Regions from separate parts of the Macaca mulatta genome. Here region 1 is linked to region 2. The links are chromatin contacts, called in public Hi-C maps. All regions are on one chromosome and are shown on one strand. Each heading gives the region's core, a stretch centred on a gene start, on an enhancer-like site or on the middle of the called end of the contact. The rest is flanking DNA. Distances are from core to core; before and after follow the strand shown. Region 1 holds the start of RPS13 (ribosomal protein S13). Region 2 holds the start of PIK3C2A (phosphatidylinositol-4-phosphate 3-kinase catalytic subunit type 2 alpha).

What was found. A called contact is a pair of places that touch in the nucleus more often than the background predicts.
Region 1: a Hi-C map of fetal cortex germinal zone shows a contact between it and region 2, with 2.7 times the contacts expected there. The contact joins the promoter of RPS13 here to the promoter of PIK3C2A in region 2. A contact is called at or near these places in 3 of 14 Hi-C or Micro-C datasets (cortical neurons, fetal cortex germinal zone and liver).

What each region holds. Positions count from the first base shown.
Region 1 is chr14:48,383,503-48,386,202 of T2T-MMU8v2.0, reverse strand. It overlaps RPS13 (ribosomal protein S13), which reads right to left and starts at 1,300. Exons shown (of 6, transcript NM_001265917.1): 1 at 1,243-1,300; 2 at 1,054-1,102; 3 at 793-871. The coding sequence starts at 1,265.
Region 2 is chr14:48,258,775-48,261,598 of T2T-MMU8v2.0, reverse strand. PIK3C2A (phosphatidylinositol-4-phosphate 3-kinase catalytic subunit type 2 alpha) reads right to left here and starts at 1,563. Exons shown (of 34, transcript XM_077963183.1): 1 at 1,426-1,563.

The DNA of each region.
Region 1 (2,700 bases), core at 51-2,550, 120 kb before region 2:
TCCGTCTCAAACAAAAACAAAAAAACACACAAATTCGCCAGGCCTGGTGGTGGGTGCGTGTAATCCCAGCTATGCGGGAGGCTGAGGCAGGAGAATCGCTTGAATCCAGGAGGTGGAGGTTGCAGTGAGCTGAGATCGTGCCACTGCACTCCAGGATGGGCGACAAGAGCAAGCCTCTGTCTCAAAAAAAAAAGAAGAAAAAAAAAAAGGTGGCGCCTCTCTGTCACCCAGGAGTGCAGTGGCTTCATCATAGCTCACTGCAGCCTAGGACTTCTGGGCTCAAGTGATCCTCCCACCTTTGCACCTGTATCTGGAAATACAGGCACATTGCCGCTGGCTTTTTTGGGCGGGGGAGTAGGAGGCTAGTATATTCTCAGGCCCCAGAACCATGTTCAGCACACAGAAGGCAAACATTTGCTGAATGAAGCCACTTGCACGAAGTCACATGCAACTGAGATTCAAACCACACCTAACTGTGAAGAACTGTATCAGGCACTCTGCTTAGCCAATTCCAACTCCTCCACTTGAGAGCTGTGTGATTTGGGGCTGGTTAGTATCCAGCTGCACTGTGCCTCTGGATCCTCAACTGTAAACTGGGGGGAAAGCCACGAAGATTTATTTCAAAGTATTGTGGTCAGAATTAAACGAGATCAGTACACGTAAAGTGCTTACAATGATGCCTGTAGCACGGTGCCGAGACCATAGTTTTTGCGATTTTTAAAATAACGTTACCACCTACTAGATCCTACAAGTCACACGAGGACAGGCGAAAGAGGCTACACAAACACTCACCGATTTGTGAAGGAGTCAGGCCCTTCTTGGCCAGTTTGTAAATCTGCTCCTTCACGTCGTCAGATGTCAACTTCAACCACTGTTATGGAATAGAAAGCAACCTTAAGATGAGAACCCAGGAATGCCGCCTAAGCACAGCGCCCTCTCCACCCGCAAAACCGCGCTCCTCATACACGCAAGTTCCTCACCCCGGCGTCGCTTCACCCGAGACAAATGCCACCCCCCTCCTCGGATTCTCCCCGGTCCCAGCGCGCTACTTACAGTGGGGACGCTGCGTCGATAGGGCAAAGCCGACTGGGACAGGCCCTTCCTGGGGAGAGAAGCAGTCTCTAAGTGAGGTGTCGGCTCGTGCCTGAGCAGCCCAGAACATCATCCCCTCGGCCCGCTGCCCACACTCCCTCTCTTCCTCCCACACCCGCCCAGCAATCCGGTTCGATGCCCCGAGCTCACCCGGGAGCATGCATGCGACCCATGATGGCGGCAGTCAGGCAGCGAAAGGAGAGCGAGGATGCAAACGCCGTAGGAAGCCACCCAACACGCAGGAAGTGACCTCACACGTCCACGCTTCCTCGCACGCAGGAGGCGGAGCTACGCTGCGCAGTCACCGTCGTCTGTGTGACTACATCTCCCGAAATGCATTTCAGCGTCGCAAGCGATTCGTCAGTCGGCCGGGCCTCATCCCGGCATGCATCGGTCTTTGATCAGCCTTGTGGCCAGAGCGGGAATTTGAGGCTGACAGCAGCTTGCGTTGAAATTCCCTACTTCGGACTCCGAGATCATAAAGATTCGAATGCTGCGCTGTGGGTGGGCATGGAGCAGGTAGGGCTAGAAGAATCAGCCATACACAGGTGTTTGCTCATTCACCAGTGCCTGGCTTTGCCCTGGAACTAGATACCTCAGAGTCGGCCCTGCGCCTAATGAAATAACAGATACAATAGCATGTGATGACCACACGGGAAGCCATGGCTGCAGCTACCCCCCAGCCGGCGCTTCCATTTCTCATTTCTAAATCCTACTCTTATCTGTCACGGGAGAGTCACTGACGGTGAAGAAACGGTCTAAGGAGTTGAACCAGGTCCCCGCGGATGCCTGCCGCCCTCCGCACTCGAATTCCCCTGCGCAGGGCTTTGGGGCGCTGGACTGTCTGGGGAGAAGGGTTGGGCAGAGGCTTACGGAGCCGTGTTCCCAAGTGAGACAGTTGGTGGGCAGGGAAGAGCCTTGGGAGCAAGATTGCAAAGGCCAAGAGGATGAGGGATAAAATGAGGCATTTGAATTTCCTGGGAAAAAGGAACCGTCAAGGAAATAGCTTTTTTTTTTTTTTTTTTGAGACGGAGTTTCGCTCTTGACTCCCAGGCTGTAGTGCAATGGCGCGATCTCGGCTTGCCATAACCTCCGCCTCCCGGGTTCAAGCGATTCTCCTGTCTCAACCTCCTGAGTAGCTGGGATCACAGGCATGCGCCACCACGCCCAGCTAATTTTGTATTTTTAGTAGAGATGGGTTTTTCCATGTTGGTCAGGCTGGCCTTGAACTCTTGACCTCAGGTGATCCGCCCGCCTCGGCCTTCCAAAGTGCTGGGATTACAGGCGTGAGCCACCGCGCCTGGCCGGAAGAAGCTCTTTTAAGACAGACCTAGCCTGGGCAACATGGCGAAACGCCGTCTCGATAAATACAAAAAATTAGCCGGGCGTGCTGGCTGGTGCCTTTGGTTCCAGCTACGAAGGAGGCTGAGGCTGGAGAATCGCTGGAGCCGTGAAGGAGATTGCGGTGAGCCGAGATAGCACCACGGCGCGCCAACCTGGGCAACAGAGCAACACTCTGTCTTAAAAAAAAAAAAAAAAAAAAAAAAAAAGGAAAGAAAAAGACTGACTCAGTGCTGGTACACAACCATGCGTTGAAAGAATGGGCAA
Region 2 (2,824 bases), core at 314-2,813:
TAGGGTCCTTTCGTCTAATTTGCTACTGTGAATAACAGCACCATCCTGTCCAGAGAGGGTTAGATCAAATTAAAAAAAAAAAAAAAAAAAAGGACCATTCTGCTGGGCATGGTAGACCAGCCTGGCTAACACAGTGAGACCCCATGTAAATTAAAAAAAAAAAAAAAAAAAAAAAAAAAGAGCACCAACCCCAACTATGGCAGAGCTGCTAAAGGAGTCTCTTGTGGAGACTTGAACCATAAGCCAAGGAGGCAAAGGTACAAAGTCTCTCCTGGAATTAGTTCCTGGACTTCTGTGCAGCCTTCCCCCTTTCTACTATGTCTTCACCATTCCCCTGCAAACAGCTTTCTTCTTGCATCTCTTCTATGCTGTGGCCTTTGATGCTACAATATATTTAAAAATTTTCCCAATAGAGCTTTTCTGCCTGAAACCCACTAGGAAAGATTTCAGGACATTTCTTTAATAACTAATCTTGTTCAAAGAGGAAGGCCTCCTTCGTTTCACTTAATTCAAACCCCCACTGTTCAAAATAAGAATATAATTATAACCTCAATTTATATCAGGCCAGTATAGGAAAAGAACCACAACAGGCTCTCTCTTCCACGTTCATCTCCAGACTTTTCTCCTTAGTTTCTCCTTCCTCATTTCCCTCCTCAATCCCTCCTCCCCGCCCCCCGCAAAATAATTCCACAGCTAGAGAATCTCGTTTTTAAAGGCAAAAATTCAGTGAGGAAAATAAGTATGTGCCTTTTTTTTCAATTATTTATTATTCCTCCGTCCCTCAGGAAGAGTTAAGCTAGTATTTTTTAATCTGACCGCTCTCTCAGAAGGATGATGCGCTAAATACACACTGAAAGAAAAGTCTTCCCAAAGCAAGTGGATTCGCAGCCACAAGCAACGCGGTGGGAGTGGGGGGCCCGGGGAGAAGAAAAAGTATCCTTGGCCCCCAGAGCCAGAGATGGGACAGGAGGTGAAAGAAGGGGCCGTCACTGAGAAGTGCAACACACACACTCGCCAGAACAATCCGCCAAGAGAATAGGACCGGCCACTGCGGCTCCAGCCCGGTCCCGCGGGACAAGGCTGGGGAGGGGGGGCCGGCGGGCCAGGGGGCCTGCCCTCCTTCTGTGGGACAAAACTAACTCCCAGGCGCACCTCCGCTCCCGACAAGAGGGGCCTGGTGGGGACGCGGGCTCCTAGCACCTCCAGCGCAGCACTTGCCGACGGCCTGCGGGGAAGTAAGGCCCGGAGGGAGGGGAGTCGGGCTGGGCAGCGCCAAGAGCACGGGATGGAGGGTCAGACGCGGGCACCCAAGGCACTGGGGGCCGCGACAAGAGACCCTTCCAGCCCGGGAACCCCGGGGCCCCTCTCCACCCTCGCAGAGCAGGATCCCGAATATCGTCCCCAGCCGCACCGACCGCTCCTCACCTCAAGCTGCCTGAGCCTCCGCCTCTACTACAACCTGAGCCGCCGAAGCCGCCACAGTCCGAGCCATTTTTCCCCTCAGCTGGCTCAGCCGCCGCCGAGAGCTTCGGCCGACTCCACAGCCAGCCAAGCCAGCACGTCACTTCCGACCAGGGAAGCACCGCCTTCCCCGCCCGGGCTTGTTGTGAATTGGCTGGCGCGGACGGCCTACCTGAGCGGGCGGGCGGGGCTTTGTCGCTGCCCGTGTGGCGTGAGCAAGGGAGCTGGGGCGCTGGGGAGCACGAGCCCAGGGGACCAGGGTCCGGATCCCTCCCGGGGAATGCTGAGCAGGCTCCGGACCCTCTCCGTGCACACCCCAGACCTGGGGAGGGGAGCTCCCAGGACACCCCAGCTGGCCGCTCCTCGGGCCCTGCGTCCGAAGCCCCGCACTGAAGTACCCTATTGTTCCTACCCCCTCTCCCGGGACTCCGCACCCTCCTCCGTCTAGGCTGAGGTTCCCAGATTTGTGTCTTGGCCCCCGGCGGCGCCGAGATTACTTTGTGATTGGAAGACTGAAAGGAACAGGCGAGACTTAAACTCCTCCACTCCAACCAGCATTTACCGAGGCCTCATGGTGGGTCAGGTGGTGTACGGTGGGTAATTAGTAGCCTATCACGTGGTTTCTGTAAAATGCTTGATAGCACGTAAAACGCTTTCAGGTCGGCATCTCGTTTCATCCTCACAACAGCCAGGTAAGGAAGATATCCCCATGATAATAACTCACAGCCAGACGACTCTTTCTACATTACAAAGTATTTTCACATGCAATCTCCATAATAATACCTTCTTATTGAGAATTTAATGAGATTATGCTTGTCGTTTGGTCCTCATGTGTGAGATTTAAAAATTACGTAACCATGGGAAGAGATAGGAAAATTATCCCCATTTACAGATGGTGCTTCTGGGGCACAAAGATGTTAAGCGGAGAGGAAAGATTCCATAGCATTTTACAACAGATTGTCCTTTAAGCAATAGGAGAAGGGGGTCCACATCATCCAGACGTTCACTATCTAATGTAGCAGACTGATTTAGCCTGCATTTCTCAGCCTAAACTAAAAATTATCAGCCTATATGTATATACGCATAATTAGAAGGCTCTAAGAGAAGTTGAACCTTCAGCAAATAACGGGAAAGAAAAAATGGTCTGATTTGGCTGGGACGGGGGTCGGAGAAAGGGGGCTAGGGCAATGGGGAGTGTGGAGTGGATGAATCCCTCATAGCGCTGTAATAAACATGCCTACACCTCCCCAGGGATGGGAAAATTGGATGGAGTTTCTATTCTATGGGGAATTCTAGAAGCAAATGTGTGATTATTTCTTATGGCTGTAGCTACCGGCTCTTGTGCACCCCCACTTCTTACTCC